Regions from separate parts of the Mus musculus genome. Here regions 2, 3, 4, 5 and 6 are each linked to region 1. Evidence: chromatin contacts called from public promoter capture Hi-C data. All regions are on one chromosome and are shown on one strand. The core of a region is the stretch at or near the end of the contact, and the rest is flanking DNA. Distances in the headings are between cores, read along the strand shown.

Region 1 (2,980 bases), core at 201-2,700:
AAGAGCAACAAGTGCCTCTAACAGCAGAGCCACCTCTCCAGCTCCAGTACGGAAAAACACTCTAAAGCTCTGCCTTGGCACTTCGACACTCAGCACCCACCCGGGTCTAATCCCTAGGGGTGGACAGGAAGAGATCATAGCTTCCTGCCAGTCTCCCAAGCCCAATGTCCCAGTCTCAGATCCCTCATCCCCACAGCTTGGGGTTGTGACCCATCGGAACACTAGATCCACTGCAGTCCTGTCCTTTTACAGAAGGGGAAACATTTGGGATAAGATTCATCATGAGACTCTGTGTGGTATTTTAAGACATCTTATTACAAAAGTAATGTGCTACAAAATAAAAATAAAATTCACATGGCCCAGGTGATACGTCAATTAGAGCAATTCTTGACCAATATTATTCCAAATGGCAGTCCAAAAGTTTAGCTAACTGACATGCACCTTGAACTATACCACAGCAATTTCTGATTAACACTAGTTCAAATATTTCCTGCATAGATCACTCTAAAGATGCAAAATATAGACCTTTGTAAACCTTTTCTCACTGCAATGAAAAAAGTGACAATTCAGCTGGGCGTGGTGGCGCACACCTTTAATCCCAGCACTTGGGAGGCAGAGGCAGGCGGATTTCTGAGTTTGAGGCCAGCCTGGTCTACAAAGTAGAAACAGAGAAACCCTGTCTCGGAAAAAAAAAAGTGACAATTTATAAAAACAATACTAACAAACACAGAAGAAAGAACAGAGCAATTAGTGTGCACAGAGGCCTTTCCATATTCAAATGCTGTCAAATGATAATGGCATCATTTACAAACGGTGGCAGGAGGACACCAACCTGAGTGTTTTTAGCTCCTGGAACTTAGCAACAGTTGCCTTCTAGCCCAGTTAGTTTTATGTTCTGATTACTCTGGGCCATGATAGCCAACTTTTGGCCAAATATGAGTATCATTTGTAATGTTTTTCTAAATATAAGCGGCCAGTCCACGAGGGCAACCCAGTTCAAGTGCTGAGTTACTTCGGTATGCTTATCTCAGTCCACAAGCTTAAAGTGAAAGGAAAACAGATTAGGAAGAGTGAGTGAGGGTTTGGCTCAGCTTTTGGGAGCTTGCCCAGCGCGAAGAAGGACCTGGGCACAATTCCCAGCGTGGAGCGGGGGATGGGGCCTCGGGGTCGGAGCGGGCAGTGATCAAAGTTTTGTTTTGTTTCTCGCCAAGGCACCACCAAAGCCCTGAAAAGTCGTCCTAAAAACAGCTGTTAAAGACTCCTTCATGCCCTCACAAATCTTGTTGACTGCTCTCCCAACAGCAGTTTCCCAAGATTCCATGCCTTCTATTGCAACACCCCGGCAGTCTTGCACGCAGTAGGGACGCGCAGAGACGCCGTGGTGCAGCCCGGGACACAGATGGAGCCCCACCTTCGGGGACTCGCTAGGCGGAGCCCCGGGTTGTGACCCGCCGCGTAGAGGGCGGGCGCCGACTGTCTTCCGCTTGCGGCAGAGTCGGGTAGGCAAGGGACAGCGATGAGCTGGGAGCTGCTGTTGTGGCTGCTGGCGCTGTGCGCGCTGATCCTGCCCCTTGTGCAGCTCTTGCGCTTTTTGCGGGCGGATGCGGACCTGACCTTGTTGTGGGCTGAATGGCAAGGGCGACGCCCAGGTGAGCATCCTCTACAGCCTGGGCTCTAAGGAAGATCAGGGCCGAGGTCCCTCCCAGCTGTTGCCAAGCTGAGCCTTGACCAAGGGCTGAGGGTCCGGGAGGAAGAGGCAGGGGCTAAACAGGCAGTACCCACTCTGTCGCTTGTCTTAATTCGAAAATGGCCCTGATTTGTTACCCAGACTAGGATAGAAAACGTCAAACCCCAAGAGAGCGCTGCAATTCTCTGATGCCTGCAAGACACAGACTTCTTCCGTAGGATCCCCGGACACTCTCAGGGAAGGCACCATGGAGAGCAGAGTGTGTCCCTTGCTTTCTAAGAGGCCGGAACATTCTTTGATCCTGCACTTTTTACTTTCCCGGAAGCACCCAAAGAAAATTTGGCCTGAATCACTTACTCACCTGCTCACTTGGTTAAAATTTTCGCAATAGAAAGCGCTGAGCTGGCTTTTTGCCAGGAGGGAGATCATTCTGTGTACAGTAAGGCACGTTTCGCCCGCTCCACTTCGATCTGCAGCTTGCGTGGTGTTTAATGTTCACTTAATACATGATTCACATGCTCCGATATATCAGTTCACAGATGCTGCTGGGTGTTATGTCACGTTGGCAGTGTGTTCAGCAGGCCACAGACAGCCTCTGACCTTTGGCGTTAACAATTCTGATGACATGGGCACTCTTCGTATTGTTTTTCAGTTAAAGACATTGACAGAGAAACTCAAAGCCTCCCTAGGTAGGCTTTTCTGATCCTTAAAGGACTAAGTGGGATTCCACTGTTCGTGGTGGAAAATACACAAAGCACCCGAACAAAAATGCTTTGAAGTAGCTGGTGGCTCAGAAGGTACTGCATTCAAAGTCAGCAGGGCAGGAGTAGGTGACAGCTGGATCTTGGATTTTATGTCCCTCCCAGATGTTGGCAGGCATCCTTGCTGTCTTTTCTCTGAAGCTGCATTGCCTTGGCTCAAACAGTTGCAGTACTGACAAATGCAACTGCACAGTGTGCTTGTGGATTCAGCGCTGCAAAACAGGAGAGGGCATGGCTGTGACTCGGAGACTGTCAGTGTTGAGGGCAAGAATCCTAAATACCCCATACATCTTTTAACTGTAACTCTCCACTGAGCACCATTGAGACAGATGGATGTATCTGTAAGCTCACGGTCAATAGCAGCCTGTGGATGTTGTTTGTGTTTGGCCTCATTTATTTAAATGGAAGATTGAGTTAAACTCAGTTTATAAATTATGTGACTGTATAAAAGTTATTAACACATTAATTATGTCTGAAATGTAGGTGTGTTTAGTCTTTTTTTTGCGGTGTAATTTTTTTATTACATATATTC
Region 2 (2,980 bases), core at 354-2,853, 900 kb after region 1:
AGATATGAGTCAGGAGGGTCCAGAATCTGTCCATCTGCGGTAACGAACTTGGCCCTTATTAGCAAATCTCCTGGAGACTTCCGGTATCCTTAGGTGTCCCCTGGCTGGAGGGAAGCCTGTCCAATCAGGGTGGTCCTGATGTCTCCTTTGCTACATTTTACTTACCCTGGTCACACCATCATTTGGCTTTGTTAAAACAGAGATTGGAGTGATTTCTTGACACTCGAGAATGGTGATGTGTGACTCATGGGACTTCCTCCGGAAACACAAGTGGGTTGTCCCACTAGTTCCTGCCAGAAGGTCCCAGCTTTCCGATGTACTCCAGGCACCTTCAATATGCTTACAGTCTTCCTAGATAGGATCTCAATGTGAAGTGAGGAGTAATGGTTTGGACCCAGAGCCAAGCATGTCTCTGCTTCTCTGAAGACAGCAGATGTGCCAGCCATCTTGGAGGCTCATTAGGAGGTCTCAGTTTGGGAGATATACAGCCAAGCGAATGATGGTTCGCTGCTAAGACTCAATGCCTGCCTGTGCACAGCCACTCACGGTTGTATGGGGGAATCTTTTATTAGAAATGTACTCCCATGACTGTATCTACCGCAAATTTCTAATGTCCCTCAATAAATCTCACATGTAGGCTTTAAATAACGATTCTTCCTTCTCTCCGTTCAAGCTGGAGAAGACTGTGTCAGCACTGAGGGACCGAACACTATTATTATTTCTGCCGTCCTCAAATCCTTATTATTTTCCAACATCTCAAATCAAATGCTGCGCTAATTTCCACAATACCCATTTTATTAGTTAAACAAATAAACCTGTAGTAGCAATACCATTAATAAATTAGCAAAATCCATCTGTAAGTGCATCCATTATGTTAAGTTTATGTTGCTCCTTATTTATAATAATATTGCCCTTCTCTGAACTATTTTACTCCACTAAAGGCATTAAACAATTCACTTTTAAAATTTATGGAAAAAAGATGGCTGGAATCCTGGTAATGTAATCCTTTGAAGTTTTATTTATTTATTTATTTATTTATTTATTTTGGAATACAGTTTGGAGAAAGCAAGAATTTTCTTTTCCTCTGCGAGAGGGCAAGGCTGTTGGTAGTTCAGTCCCTTCCCTTCGCCAGCCTTCAAGTCTAGCTCACGTTTCCATGCCCAAAGCATCATAAATAACCAATGAAGTAAAAGACTGTGTCTAAACACTAGGAGTCAATTTCCATAAACGCTCATGTTAAAAAATGCATGACTGGTGTGCTACAGTGTGGACGTGTTTCTCCCTCACCAGCATCAACCTCTGTGCCCTCAGGAATAAGTAAAAGGATCTCAAACCAAGAAGGTGGAGAGGAGCGAGTAGTAGGTGTTAACTGACCACTGCCCTCTGACCTGTAAACACAGTAAAATGGTAGGAAGCTAAACAACCCCGCCCCCACCCTCCGCCCCCACCCCTCACCCTTCACCCCCCACCAACGCCCATGACTCTGTTTCCACAATGGGTGACACAGCAGTGGCCGCCTCCATGACTCTCCGAAGCCAGAGAATACATATGTGGTGCTCACGCAGTGCTTTGGGCTTAAGCTACTGAACAAGAGCCTCTGCTTAGTAGAGAAAAAGACTTAGAGCAGCCACTGACTGTCATTACTGCTGCTGCTGTCCAAGAAAGCTGAGAATGGTAGAGAATAATTTCTGTTCTTTCTCACAATGCCTTAGTAAGTTCTATGTACGTTATTAGTTATTATTCGTAAGTTAGAATGTTGGTTTTATGAATACAGTTTTTGTCGTGTGTACCCAAGTTTTCTTAAGGTCCTAGGACCTTTGCTTTCCTGTGCAGAGCTTCCAGCAGGAAATTTTGCCTGGTTGGTCTGCTTTTAAACGAAAACCAGTATTCTTGTCGGCGTTTGCATTTTAAGGATTTTTACGGGCAAAATGCTCAACAGAGCCGTGCTACACTCTTCATTAGAAGAGGGAAGAGTAGAGAATGTCAAAAACAATAAACTCACGGAGTTTTGAGTCTCCGCTTCAAGCTTCAAGTTCCAGGCAACCTTTGAGACGTTTCGAAGCACAACACCGCCACCTTCTGGTAGCGTCTTGCCATCGTTCTCTCTGCCAGTTGATGGGGGCTCTCTTCCATCCATAATTTGTGTTTTCTGTTAGGACAGATCTAATTTGATTTGTAGCCTTGAAAACTTTAGGTAAAGTCTAGACAATGTCTTAGTTAATTTGAATTAAGATCAAAGAGTCTGAAAACAGAGGGCTTTTAACTGGTTCTGTTGTCGGAGAGGGACGTGATTTTGGTATCAGCGATCTTACCCGAGGCATTCTGTGCCGTTGTTTTTCAAATCTATTACAGGTAAGACTCTATTTCTTGTATCCCAGGCAGGCCTGGAACGCACTGTGTGGCTGAGGATGACCTTGAACTTCGGATTCTTCTGCTTCCTCTTTTTTTTAAGCTAGGGATTAAGCTGCAGCTATGTGTATACCAGGCAAGCACTGTACAGCTGAGAGGCATCTCCGGTCCACTTTCCTAGAGCATTGCAAACATTTTAAACATCACTTGTGTCCTAGGAGGTGGTGAGACTGAGAGGGTTTGCCCCTCACTGCTCCACACTGACCACAGTCAGCCTGCTACATCTCCTGGCCAAGTGAGTCACAGGGGAGATTGGCTAATGGGGTTTTCCTTTTCTGTCCAGTAGAGGAAAAGACGGCAGTGTAGAGGAAGGTGGTCCCAGCTCTGCTCTTACAAAAGACCAGGAGCCCCAAAAGATGGTGAATTGTAGTGAGAGTTTTGGTTTCTTAAAAAAAAAAATACAGTTCTTTATGTGAATATATATTTTTTATTTAATTCTCAAGCGTGGGATATGGGGCTGCTTCAGGTTGTCCACAGCAATTAACTGTGATTGTTTCTAGGTGGTGTGTGTGTGTGTGTGTGTGTGTGTGTGTGTGTGTGATAGAAGACTCTGAAGAAGGCATAAACAGGA
Region 3 (2,980 bases), core at 124-2,623, 860 kb after region 1:
CCCTACTTTACCCAGATCCTCCATCACCAAGGCTATCAAAGCCTACCCAAGGGTCACATTCGGAGCATTTGTGCTTTGTGCCTTCCAGTAATCTTTCTGATCCTGTGATTCATAGAACGACCTTCTAACTCGGGTTACATATGAATTACCAGAGAGGTCTAGTCAAAACACAGATCGCCTGCTCTAGCCCCGTGACTTCTGATCCAGCAAGTCTCAGTGACACTGGGTGGTTTGCCTTTCTGACAACTTTCCAGATGCTGCTGGGCCTGGGGACAAGGCTTGGAGAATCAGTGGCTTGGGCGTTCTCCGCGCAACCCACCGCACGGCAGTCACTTGCCAGCTTAAGTCCTTTTATGGTTTCCCCCTGTCTACAGGACAAAGTCCAGGCGTCTTGGCAAGACACTTGAGTCTCTTTCGCTCTGGCCTTGAACTGTTTTTCTCCATCCATGCTTTGGGATTCAGCTGGCTTCTCAGCCCTTTGCTGCAGGATGACTTGTTTGCACATTATCAACAGGCCCTGTGCCTTCTGGGAAGGGCAGGAGGAGGGTGGTAGGAGAGAAAGACGCCATCAAAATTTCCCTGGGCTCCTCAACTCAGATAGTTCACAACGGTGCTGTTCCTTTTCCTAAGTCTATACAGACTGCAGGCACAGCGCTCACTGAGTTCTGGTCATTTTCTCCTTCCTGAGTTCTATCAGGCCAGTGGATTGTAGTGACCTGGGATGCTCCAAGCAAGCTTCACCATCCCTTTTGGGTTCCTGGAACTCAGATGGATCATAGCTCTGTGGACAGTGTCTTTATTATCTTCTCAATCAAGTCTCCCCTCTTCTCTTGCTGCTGAGACTCTGGCTGGCTGGAATTTTCATTTACTTCCCAGTCTCGTTTGCACTAACCTTCCAGCTCCGTCACACACTGGTCACATGTCTCCCAAACACCAGGAAGTTCATAAGCCACGCCCTTTTATCTTTCCTGATGTGAAACTCTTCCCTCCATGTTTTAAGACGCAGATCAAATGTCAGTTACTTTGTAACTTGCCCACTTCCCATCCAAACATGCCCCTTGTTTCTGGTACCTCCATACAATCTACTGAGAAATATCACATGCACCTTAAACTATGTGAGTTTAAAGTGGCTTTCAGTTACACAGATATCACGGTGATGCACTTGATAGATCCCATTCCCGTTAGCAATCTCTGCTGACTCTCCATCCCTAACACCCTGACAGCAACCTCTAGCCTACTTTGATCTCTGGGCTTTGGCGCTTGTAGACATTTAACAAAAAAGAGAAACCTTACAGTACATGGCATATCGTGACGGGCTTTGTTTATTCAGCATCGTATTTTCAGGGCCTTCCTTTCATGCTGTGGCAAGTTTCAACACTTTAGATATTCAGCCATGTGTTTACCCACTCCCGAGGTGATAGACAGTATGGTGGTTTCCACTTTGGGGCTATAAAACAACGTTGGTATAAACACTTGTGTACAGTTTTGTCTAGACAGATGTTTTCATTGATTTTGTGTAAATACCTAGGAGTGGAATTTCTGGGTCGGATAGCAGCTCTGTTTCGATGTTTGAAGAACTGCCCCAGCTCCCCAGAGCGCCTGTACCAGTTTCCCCTCCCTCCTGACTCCAGCAGTGTACAAAAGCGCCAGTGTTTCCGCATCCTGCCCAACAGTTGTTATTGTCTGTTTCTAAAATTAGAGCGATGCTACTCTGTGTCATGGGGTATTGCATTATGGTTTTCATTCCCAGTTCCTTAATGACCCGGGGAGGTCAAACATCTTTCCATGTGTTTCTTGGCCGTTTGTACGTCTTCTCTGAAGAAATGTCTGCTCAAGGATTCTTTGCCTATTCCAGATATCAATCCCTTGTCAGAGTCACACGATTTGCAAGTCCTTTCCTATAGTCACATGGGTTGTAATTTCACTTTCTTGATGACATCCTTTAAAGTACAAAGATATTTAATTTCAACAGAGTCTAACCTATTTTTTCCTTTGGTTGCTTGTGTTCTTGTTGTAGCAACTAAGAAACCCTGCTTAACACAAGGCGTTTTCCTTCTAGGGTGCCATAACAAACTACTGGAGGATGGAGGACTTAAGGAACACAGAAAAAAATCCCCCTCAGTTCTGGAGGCAAGGTCAAGATGCCAGCAGGGCTGGGTTTTGATATGACCCTACTCTGTTCTCACACAGCCAAAGTGTGTTAACCAGAAAGGGATATCTATGGGGGCTTTCTCTTATAGACGCCGTTGCTTTCAGCTAAGGACCCTACCCTATAGGCTCCTTTGATCTTATTTATTTACTTAAAGGGTCTACTCTAAATTCAGCAGAGAGGGAATTAAAGCTTCGTGGTGATTAATGTTATCAACTTGATAGCTTTTAGGTTCCTGTAAGACAAAAGACTCCCGCACAGGTGTGAGAAGTTATCTAGGACAGGTTGCTCTCTGAGCGTGCCCCTTGTGAATTATCTTGATCAGGTTGATTGACGCTGGAGGAGAGATACCATTCCTTGGGCTGAGACTATAGAGGGAGTTTTAAAGTAACATAAAGCAATGAAGACTTACTTCTGTGCCATCTGAGAGGTTTGTAGTTTAAGACATTAAGCTCTCTGGCCACTTTTCAGCTAGTTTTTGCTATAAGACAGAATTTTATTCTTTGCTTGTAAATATGCATTTGTTCCCGTATCATTTGGTGAAATGACTTTTTTTGTTTGTTTGTTTTTGCAGTATGTAGCCCTGGCTGTCCTGAAATTTGCTATGTAGACCAGGCTGGCCCTCAACTCATAGAGACCCACCTGCCTTATTAATGCTGAGATCAAAGGGATGCAGTTCTGCTCTGAGCAGATGGTGATTCTTGAAAGAACTTGGCACCTTTGTTGACAACTGAACACTGAGTCAAGGAGTTTTGAGGATTTTCTGCTTAGTGTTACTATGGCTTACACCACTGACTTCATTCGTTACAAAGTAAAAATCTCAGGGTGCAG
Region 4 (2,980 bases), core at 189-2,688, 840 kb before region 1:
GCAACAGGAATATGGCACATGTCCCATATAGATCTGTCTGTATTACAGTCTGGTGTAAACCAACTGAAACATCGCATGCCCATACCAAGGTGCCACACTCTTCTTAATTTGATTGACCCACAGCATCCCATGTAGCATCTCCTCTCCTGATTCTCTCTGGGGCTGGGAAGTTTATGTTAGAAGATGATGTGCCAGAAGGTGTGGCCAGGGAATAATATCATCTTTGGCTTGCTCATGTATACTTTGGTCCCGGAAAAGTATACTTAGAAGATTCTAATGAGTCACCAAGGTGGTGCTGACATGTAGAACAATATTTTTCATGCTCTTCAGATGAATAACTACACAGTGCCTCCGAGCGGGGCCCCACAAATACCCGTGGGTCAGAGCAAGTGAGTGAGTATGAGAACTCCATAGACTCAATCCACCCACTTGTGCCACACTAGCGTGGTGCCATTGCAGGCTGCAACTTTGATAGCATCTTGAAGGGGACTGTCAGATGTAAGTAAGATACGTTACATATCCATTCACAATCTATGAATTAAAAACATTCCCACTTCTAAGATTATATTTGTTTCTTCCAAGAACCTTCATAAGAGTATGTTGTTTAGCCTTACCTGTTTTTACAAACTAACCCAGAAAAGGGAATCTTTCATTTCTGATGCTATGCTAGCACCTACTCATATGCTGATAGAGCTCTTCTCTCTCTCTCTCTCTCTCTCTCTCTCTCTCTCTCTCTCTCTCTCTCTCAAAGCAATTTCAAGGCATTTATGAATATTATAATGTGCCCAATAGTCTATTCCTAGAGCCATAGTTATGGGAGGCAGTAGTCTGTGTGCCAGGGTCCATGTCACACTACCTCAGCATCTCAAGTGCCTTCCCGGATTCATTTCGGGTTAAGGGTGCTCAGAGGGCTGCCCTAATGGCGTCTTGTGTTTCGTCTCCTATGGGCAAGAAGCTGTTGCCAGGATCCAGGATACAGGCTGGATTTCCCAAGCCCACGATGCAGGGACCAGGGCAACACAGGACTAGATGGAAGCTTTGCTTCCCAGTAGAAAGTTCAGAGGAACAAGGAAGCACACATGCCACCACAAGCTTGTGTGGCATACATCCTTCTGTTCGCCTCCACCCCCCCAAAAAAAATGCTATTTCACAAGCCACACGCTCCTTGTCAGGACTCAGCTCAAAACAAGAGCCAGTGCAAAGCCACTGAAAAGAGAGGAGAGTGCTCCTACTAGAGAGTGGGTACTTCTTGCTGTCAAGGGTGCTTTTTGATGCAGAAGGTTTGATTAAATTACAGAATGGTAGCTCAGAAGCTTCTGATAATGGGCGAATCCCCTCTTGAGTTGATCTCCTGAAAGGAAAGATCTGGTGGCAGCCACAGCCTTAGCATGGGGTTAGGCAATCCCATGTGTCCTGCCAGTTCACTATGTACAGATTGATGACCTGGCAGAGGAGATACTTCAGCTAGTAAAGGGCCTGCCATGCATCCAGGAGGATCTGTTCGAGCCCCAGAGTCAACATAAAACAGCTCAGTGGTGTCAGATGCTTGTAATCGCAGCACCGGGGAGGCGGAGATAGGACTGTCTCTGGGGCTTTCTAGCTGGCTATGGTGGTGCATGTCCTTAGGAATTACTGAGGGAGGCAGAGACAGAAGGATCACAAGTTCAAGGCCAGTGTGGTGTTATCTGACCAGACAGTTTAACTGATTCAGATTCACAGAGCCCCAGGTCTCTATAAGATTATTCTGTCTCAATTTAAAAAAAAAAGGCAGCTCCTGAGGTGTAATATCCAAGGCTGTCTTCTGGTCTCCACATGTACATAGGCACACATATGTATGCACTCTCCCATACAAATGTGTACACACAGACATGTAGAGAAAACCCCTTCTGAGCATGGCTAGGAGCTTGCTTCAAGGGCTAGAGCAGAGGAATAAATGTGGGAACTGCTTTACAGAGGGGCTCAAAGCTAACTCCCACAGTTAGCTTGGTCCACCATAGCCTGGACCTCCGGGTGTGTGCAACAGGGAGGACAATATACCTCCACCACCTCCTCCACCCCAAATCCATAGCCTCAGTCTAATTATGAAAAAAAGACAAGAACAATGAAGCTTCCATTGAGAGCTATTCTACAAAACATCCAACCCAACAATTCTTGGTCGTCAAACAAAGTCTGAGGAATGTTGACTTAGTCAAGAGGATCCAAAGAAGAAGTAATGGCAGACGTAGATTCCTGAAAGAAAGAAATAAAAACATTGCTAGTGAAATACATGTTGTGACATTGTAGTTGTAACAAATGTGCCGTTGTGATTTAAGAGAATAACGAGTTTCTGTTCTGTCTTCACGTATGTCTGTAGACCTAGAATTATTCTAAAATAAAGTTTAATCGGGAGCTGAAGCGTGATCTCTCACCATACACTGCTTGCATTATTTTGAGTTATGAACTGTGTGAATGCATTCGAGTGTGTGTGTGTGTGCAAGATGCAAGTGTGTGTGTGTGTGTGTGTGTGTGTGTGTGTGTGAGAGAGAGAGAGAGAGAGAGAGAGTGTGTGTGTGTCTCCTGGGACTGTAGCCTGCTTCAACATGTTGAAAGAGAACAGTGACAAGTGGGATGCTTATTAAGCAAAATGTTAATTTTTAAAAGTATAGCTTGCATACCAAATGAGGGCCAGACATGTGGGGATAAGGTTGCCAGTTGCAAATGTGCTCCCCCACAAGGAGCTATTTGTGGCAGCCTGTCTGGACTGCTGGGCTGTGAGTGTGAAGTTTTGAAAAAGCAATTTGGCTCTGAGGGGCCTCCCGAGAGTTAGCTCTCTTGCAAGCTTCTGGCCCTTCCTTTCTGGGTGCTTAGTTTCCATGACTGTTTAATAGCAAGCAGTGCCTCTCATTCACTCTGCTGCAAAGACACGGTGTCAGACAGGAAGGGAGGGTTGTATATTATAGATCTGAGCCCTAATAAATAAATTCAGAGGCCGATATCATGC
Region 5 (2,980 bases), core at 352-2,851, 740 kb before region 1:
AGAAGCTGCAGCAGAGGTCACGTGACCAGCAAAGCTTCTCTTGGTTCCCAGCCAGCCCTTTCTGGAAAAAGGTTGCCAAGTCGTCACCTAATGTGTTCCAGTTGCTTGAAAAATCTAATGTCATGAGAAACGCTGTCTATTGTTTTTAATATTTTACTTCTTTGATTTACGTGTGTGTGTGTGTGTGTGTGTGTGTGTGTGTGTGTACATGTGTACAAACGCCATGGTGCATATGTGGAGGTCAGAGGAGAACTTTCATGAGTCAGGTTTTTTTTTTTTTCCACCGAGGGGATCCCACAGATCAATTCTGGTTGTCAGGCTTAGCCTCAAGCACCTTTGCCCAAGTCAGCCATCTTTCTAGTCCAATACTTCATCTCTCAATGCCACAGCAGAATGTCCCCAACTGGACAGACATCAAAAAGTGACTTACAGCCTGGTTAACCTGTGACTCCACAGGCTTTAGCTCAAGAACTGATAGCTGTGGCCAGGTAGGTGCCTTTCTCTTCATGACAAGTGACCAGATCTAGTGAGCCTTCATGCTGCATTGAAACATGTATTTATTGTGGTATTTCTACCTTGTACCCACTCATATTCTGGAATGCTACTTGCTTTATTCAAGCAACCTACATCTAACCTATGTTTAGAATGCTGTTTGTTTGTTTGTTTGTTTGTTTTGAGAGGTCTCTTCATGCAGCCCAGGTTGCCCTTGCGCTCACAGCAGTCTTCCTCGGTTGCCTGTTGAGGGATGGGATTAAAGGGTGTGAGCCGTCACACTCTGCCTGTTCAGTATTTTGATTGCTCTGCTAGTGCTCTGAATCTGTGGAGGCTGGAGCATCGTTTACTTCCTAAGCACAAGAACCTTGGCTAGTTCTCAGCTGTACCAGCCATGACGCGGCCTGCCTACGGCTTGGGACTTTCATCCTCAAAAGTCCAATAACAGTATATTCCTAGCGGGGTTTTGAGAGGTGTCAATGAATCATGTAAAGGACTTAGTCTAGTGCTTGAGGGCATAGATGCTCAAAAGTGGTGACATAGACTCCTTGCAACATTCTGTCCCTTGGAAAGGACAGCAGAGACTGCTCCCACAAACACTGCAGACCCATCTCTAACCCTCAAAAGTCCCCAGCCACCTAGCCTAAGGCTCTGGGGGGCTGCAGAGTCCAGGGCAACAGCAACTCCATGCAGCAGCCTGGATGCTCTGAGAAGCATGCCTGGCAGCCAAGGGTTTGCCAGCACCTCCTGCTGCTGGCTGCCACATTTGGAGCTGAAACCTAAGCATTGTGGCTTACATCATTGCCCTCTGGGCAGCATGGTGGGTGTGTGACACTGCCCACTCTTCCTCCTTGTCACCAGCATATGGCGAGATGGGAGGGGGACTGAACTCACAAGGGGGATGTCATGGTGTTTTCCGGTGTGCTCTCTATAGATGCTAGACTACACCTGTGTCCCAGTGCTTCCCAGGGCTTTGAGTGAGAGTGTCGTTGCCAAGGAATGTTGGCTACTGCAGCTAGCTAGATTGTGTGGCACTTCCCAGCCTCTCTCCTGCTCCATCTTGGCTGTGTTCCTGCCATTCTCATGCCAGAGGACATCACTGCCCTGATGTTGCACAAGGACAACATGGGGGCACAAGAGCGTTGGCTTGTTTCTCTTTTGAATTCCTGATTCAGAAAGCAATGGGTTCAGGGTCTTGGTGGATTGTGATTGATCTACTCCTGTGGAGAGAAACTCCAACCTCCTGGAGTCTCTTGCCAAGACATCAAGGTAAGATTTACGGAAAGGAAAGAGGAAATGAAGGAAGAAAAGAAGAAAGAAAGGAAGGGAGGGAGGGAGGGAGGGAGGGAGGGAGGAAAGAAGGAAGGAAAGAAGGAAGAAGAGTAGATGGTGGGTCAGATGAGAAAGGCTTGACTTTATTGCTATGACCTAGTCCTGTTCTAGCGGGAGAACATGATCCAGGTGAGAATCCTATGCCTAGCCTATGGTGCAGGCTATACAGAAATTGCTGAAGATGCCACAGTCAAAAGCCATCATCACTGACAACAGGTGCAGGGGGAGAGGGTAAGTGGAGCCTCCTCACCTTTGCCACCTCAAGCCAGGGTGCACACAGCACGAAGGGTCCCATATGTTCTATGAAGGGGCGGGAAGATGAACCGGGAGAAGGGTAAAAAACGACCTTGTCACTCTGGCTTCATGAATCTCTGGGAGGGAGACATCTCTTCTGCTGGTGACCCCGGTAGAGCCACCCAATGGTGAACCTGAGTATTGAGAGTCTCCAGGGCTCTACCCAATGGCGCAGTGCTAAAACCTTGGTTGCTTTTCTGGCAGTGGGGATACACACTGTCGCAAGGGCTAGGGGCTGTTGTCTGCCAGCTCGTGGCCACAGGCCCACGCTCCCTGAGGTGTGAGGGGGTGATGAACAGTGATAGATTGCTCTCTCTGGGATCTCTGCCCAGTGGCCTGGCACAGCTGGAATGTCCTTGGCCAGGTCTTTGTGAGCAGTCAGTCAGGAGATGGGTCGCATGATCAGACAGCTTGGGCTTGCTGGGGGATTTTTTTTTCTCCAGGTTTTAGAATCATCCAGGGTCATCTGAATGCCCTTGCAGCTCTTGTTAAATCCCTTAGGATCAGCTCTGAGTTCCAATTGTTCAGCTTGTGCTAAATTTGTTTAGCCTAAGTGGGCATACCCAAGGAGTAAATGTGTCAACGCTGCTGTATTCCCATCTGTCACGGAAGGGGAAGTGCACTCAGAAAAGGGGTAGCCGGTGTCCCTTGACCACCTTTCACGTGTTTCACCTTTCACACCCTTGGCCACCGTGAACTCACTCCCGGATGATGCACCTGCTCTGGACTATCCTCGTAGCAAACCTTTACTATGCAACGCCCCCTCCCTCCAAATCTGCCAAACTCAAGTGGCCTTACTCCTGCAAAGTGTTCCCTGAGACCTAGCTCGTTTTAAACACCGGAGAAACCACAGAAGCCTCGT
Region 6 (2,980 bases), core at 306-2,805, 620 kb before region 1:
TGTGAGGTTCCTGGAAACACACCATTTACCCACATTAAATGCCTGAGGAAGGAAGTTAAAGTGTGCTGAGCCATTCTACACACTTGAGGAATCGTGTGAACACTAATTAACCAGGACGTGGCTAGTTCTTTCGCCCATGTAACACAGGCTAGTCTCATTGGAGAAGAGGGGATCTCAATTGGGAGAATGCCCTAAAGAGACTGGCCAAGACACGGCCTGTTTTAGGTGGGGGCATCCCTGAGCAGGCAGGCCTTCCTGGGGATGAAGGAGAGCAAACTGAGCAAGCCAGTAGGGGCAAGTCAATATTTCCTCCGGGTCTCCCGTTTCAGTTTCTGCCTCCAGATTCCTGCCCTGACTTTCCTTCAAGACGGACTGTAGCTGTAAGATGAAATAAGCCCTTCCCTTCCCAAGTTGCTTTCCGTCATAGGAGTTATTACCCCAAGGAAAAGCACATTTGGACATAACACTTGTTCCTTTCCCTCCGTTCTGACCTATTGGTGCAACTCAAGGAAACGAGTCTTCCAGGAAAATTACTTCCTCCCATGCAGGGCCCAGCTGGCTTCAGTGGGAGCCACAGCCTTGTGACTTCAAGAGATCAAGATAGGGTGGAGACAGAGGAGGAACGGGCCTCAGTCACGTGCTTCCTGAAGAATCCCAGTGTCAGCATGGAACTTCTGTCCCTAACTCTTCTTCCTCAAGTACGAGGACCGCAATAAACTAACCTTTTGTTTATATGCCTAATGAATTAAGTCGATTAGCAGGAATATCTTACAGGGACAACATAAACCAAACCATCAGCTGTTACAGTCCAGGGATTCATAAAAAGTGGAGTGGCAGGACTGGAAAGCAGCTCTGAGTTAGGGAGTTTTTCTAGCATGCCCAAGGCCCTCCTAGGCTGGACATTCAAGACCGAAGAGGCTCCGGGGCCCCCGGGCACACACAGCCCACTACACCGGCTTTAGGTTAAGGACGAGCAATGTGCACATTACCAGAGACCTCTCCTCATCTTCACTTACAGGGACTTGAGTATTAAAGTGCCTATAGCTCATCTTTCCCTTGGCCCCATGATTAAATCCAGAAAAGAAACATCGTGTGATGTTCTTGCAAGACCTCACAAGGCTAGAGGAGACAGAGGCGACAATGACACAAAGCAATGGTGAGTCACAAAACCGAGGCTCATCCCGCTGGTGTTCCAAGCCTCTCACTATTGACTGAGTGCTCCATGCTGCTGCCACATTCCAAACTCGCCTGGGGTCAGTGGTTCGGGCCCCACCCCAGGGTCAGTCCCCTGCAGTCCAAGGCTCCTCTTGCAAGCCCTGAAAGATACCGAAGCGCACAGGAACCCAGCGCAGCCAGTAAAGCCCACTTACGTTGCTTAGCAACGGACTCCACTCGTCTGCAGCCACCGCCTCCTCTGGCTGCTGGGCAGAGACGTACCAGCCTGGCTCCGCTTGGATGCTGTGCCGGGACGCCTGCATGGTGCTCCGCGACCGACTGCTAAGTAAATCACGGAGCCGCTTCCCCTAACCCCAAGCGCCCCGGCTGAGCGGCTTCAGAGGCGGAGCTACGGGCTTGGCCCTTCCGGGCTCTCGTAGCAAATCGCGGGCCCGGAAGAGAGGTGCGAGTCCACAGGGTCGGACTCTACGCTGCCTTCGCGGCCAGCAGTGATGACGTCACCAGCCTCCGACGCCCTATTTCCGAGCTGCACCAGAGCATGAGGTGAGGGGTTCGGGTCTGAAGCCGGCCTCGGGTGACGCTGGCCCTGGAAAGGTGCAGCTGGTGAGGGGGCAGTAGTGTCCCGGGTGATGTAGAAAACCTGACGGTACCGCGGCGGGACTCGTGCTCTTCTTTCTTGCCCAATGAGCGCAAAAAGGCCACCAGGTCATTCATCTCCTTGTCCACCGGCCGCTAAGCCGAGGCCGGAGCCCTTGGGTAGGGGGCTGGTCAAATGCATGGTGAGGGCTGATGCACCCAGTGGTAGGATTGGATAGCATGAGAAGTGCCGGGATTAGGTTCCCATTACCACAAAAATCTTTTCATAGTTTAAACCACATATTACAGATGGAAAACGGACGCCTACATTTACTTCAAACAACACAGTAAAGCCTTGTCAAAATACTGAAGCTTTTAGTTATAGGCATGGCATATGGCAGTACACTATGATAGACATCCTAACAGTATACTAAGGTCATATGGGAAGGGACAAATCTCATGTATCCAGACCAACCTGGAGGATGACTTTAATTTCTGATCTGCTTTCTGAGTGCCTGCACCACTGTGCCCAGGCTATGTAGTGCTGAAAGCCCATGAATTTGCTTGTGCTTGCTAGGTACACTTCTAGCTAAACTGTATCCCCAGCTTTCAGGTCATTTTTAACCAAGCTTTTGTTTTTTTTTTTGTTTGTTTGTTTGTTTGTTTGTTTTTGAGGTCTGGTCTCAAATGCATCCCAGGCTGGCCTTGAACTTTTAATCCTCCTATTTCCTCATGCTGAGATTACAGGTAGGCACCACCATGCCTGATATTATGTGCTGTTAGGGATGACCCCAGGACCTCATGCGTGCTAGGCAAGCTTTCTACCAGTGAGCTACATTTTAAGACCTTAATGAACGTTTAAGCCTTGCCAAGCCACTTAGCAGCCACATAACTTTGGGTGATTAACTTACCCCTTAGCTTACAAACTTCATAACACAGCTTCTGATACAACAGCCCGTTGAATAAATAAAATAAGATCTCCTAAGAATATCCCAGTAAGTATTACCATTGGTGGCATCACATATAGTGATCATTTCATTTAGAGATGACCCTTAACTCAAATTTCATACTTCCTATTCTATGTGTATTCTGTCGAAATTTGTGAGCAGAGTTCTTTGGGTATAGGGAGATTGCTAGACCACTAATTTTTCTGTTATAGGGGCAAATAGACTGAAAATGCAAATGTATTATTTACCAGGGACAGTGATCATTCTAACCTGCAAGAGAG

The links. Promoter capture Hi-C pulls out the DNA fragments that hold promoters and counts their contacts. Capture Hi-C pulls out chosen DNA fragments and counts their contacts.
Region 2: a promoter capture Hi-C map of liver shows a contact between it and region 1, with 2.7 times the contacts expected there. The contact joins the enhancer-like site here to the promoter of Dhrs7 in region 1. A contact is called at or near these places in 11 of 39 promoter capture datasets (the 3T3-L1 cell line, cranial neural crest, embryonic stem cells and 7 more), 3 of 15 datasets of contacts at CTCF or cohesin (embryonic stem cells, large pre-B cells and stem cell-derived epiblast-like cells), 4 of 484 Hi-C or Micro-C datasets (cranial neural crest, embryonic stem cells, palatal mesenchyme and 1 more) and 2 of 115 datasets of contacts at active chromatin or transcription factors (large pre-B cells and microglia).
Region 3: a contact with region 1 is called in a promoter capture Hi-C map of liver, with 2.3 times the contacts expected there. The contact joins the enhancer-like site here to the promoter of Dhrs7 in region 1. A contact is called at or near these places in 5 of 39 promoter capture datasets (the 3T3-L1 cell line, liver, pre-B cells and 1 more).
Region 4: a contact with region 1 is called in a promoter capture Hi-C map of 3T3-L1-derived adipocytes, with 3 times the contacts expected there. The contact joins the enhancer-like site here to the promoter of Dhrs7 in region 1. A contact is called at or near these places in 5 of 39 promoter capture datasets (the 3T3-L1 cell line, 3T3-L1-derived adipocytes, the HPC-7 cell line and 2 more).
Region 5: a contact with region 1 is called in a promoter capture Hi-C map of liver, with 2.3 times the contacts expected there. The contact joins the promoter of D830013O20Rik here to the promoter of Dhrs7 in region 1. A contact is called at or near these places in 2 of 39 promoter capture datasets (liver and pre-B cells) and 1 of 115 datasets of contacts at active chromatin or transcription factors (cardiomyocytes).
Region 6: a contact with region 1 is called in a promoter capture Hi-C map of liver. The contact joins the promoter of Slc38a6 here to the promoter of Dhrs7 in region 1. A contact is called at or near these places in 4 of 39 promoter capture datasets (3T3-L1-derived adipocytes, liver and stem cell-derived epiblast-like cells), 1 of 484 Hi-C or Micro-C datasets (natural killer cells), 2 of 115 datasets of contacts at active chromatin or transcription factors (extraembryonic endoderm stem cells and pancreatic cancer cells) and 2 of 9 other capture datasets (adipose tissue and liver).

Annotation. Positions count from the first base shown.
Region 1 is chr12:72,663,298-72,666,277 of GRCm38.p6, reverse strand. It overlaps Dhrs7 (dehydrogenase/reductase (SDR family) member 7), which reads left to right and starts at 1,450. Exons shown (of 7, transcript NM_025522.5): 1 at 1,450-1,649. The coding sequence starts at 1,517.
Region 2 is chr12:71,767,719-71,770,698 of GRCm38.p6, reverse strand. No RefSeq gene overlaps it. Among named protein-coding and RNA genes, the nearest start is that of Daam1, 62 kb to the left of the region's middle. Within about 2 kb of position 1,603, at least 16 of the 459 cell types and tissues checked have an H3K27ac peak or open chromatin away from gene starts, as enhancers often do. A contact at or near this core is called in liver, where this site is marked.
Region 3 is chr12:71,806,189-71,809,168 of GRCm38.p6, reverse strand. No RefSeq gene overlaps it. Among named protein-coding and RNA genes, the nearest start is that of Daam1, 23 kb to the left of the region's middle. Within about 2 kb of position 1,373, at least 27 of the 459 cell types and tissues checked have an H3K27ac peak or open chromatin away from gene starts, as enhancers often do. A contact at or near this core is called in liver, where this site is marked.
Region 4 is chr12:73,500,964-73,503,943 of GRCm38.p6, reverse strand. It overlaps Gm34080 (a long non-coding RNA gene), which reads right to left. Exons shown (of 4, transcript XR_381684.3): 4 at 781-2,229. All of the region lies in intron 2 of Gm34016 (a long non-coding RNA gene), which reads left to right. Among named protein-coding and RNA genes, the nearest start is that of Gm34016, 6.9 kb to the left of the region's middle. Within about 2 kb of position 1,438, at least 12 of the 459 cell types and tissues checked have an H3K27ac peak or open chromatin away from gene starts, as enhancers often do. A contact at or near this core is called in 3T3-L1-derived adipocytes, where this site is marked.
Region 5 is chr12:73,408,184-73,411,163 of GRCm38.p6, reverse strand. It overlaps D830013O20Rik (RIKEN cDNA D830013O20 gene), which reads left to right and starts at 1,601. Exons shown (of 4, transcript NR_046013.1): 1 at 1,601-1,761.
Region 6 is chr12:73,285,423-73,288,402 of GRCm38.p6, reverse strand. Slc38a6 (solute carrier family 38, member 6) reads right to left here and starts at 1,555. Exons shown (of 16, transcript NM_001037717.3): 1 at 1,371-1,555; 2 at 1-10. The coding sequence starts at 1,478. It overlaps Trmt5 (TRM5 tRNA methyltransferase 5), which reads left to right and starts at 1,692. Exons shown (of 5, transcript NM_029580.3): 1 at 1,692-1,719. The coding sequence starts at 1,715.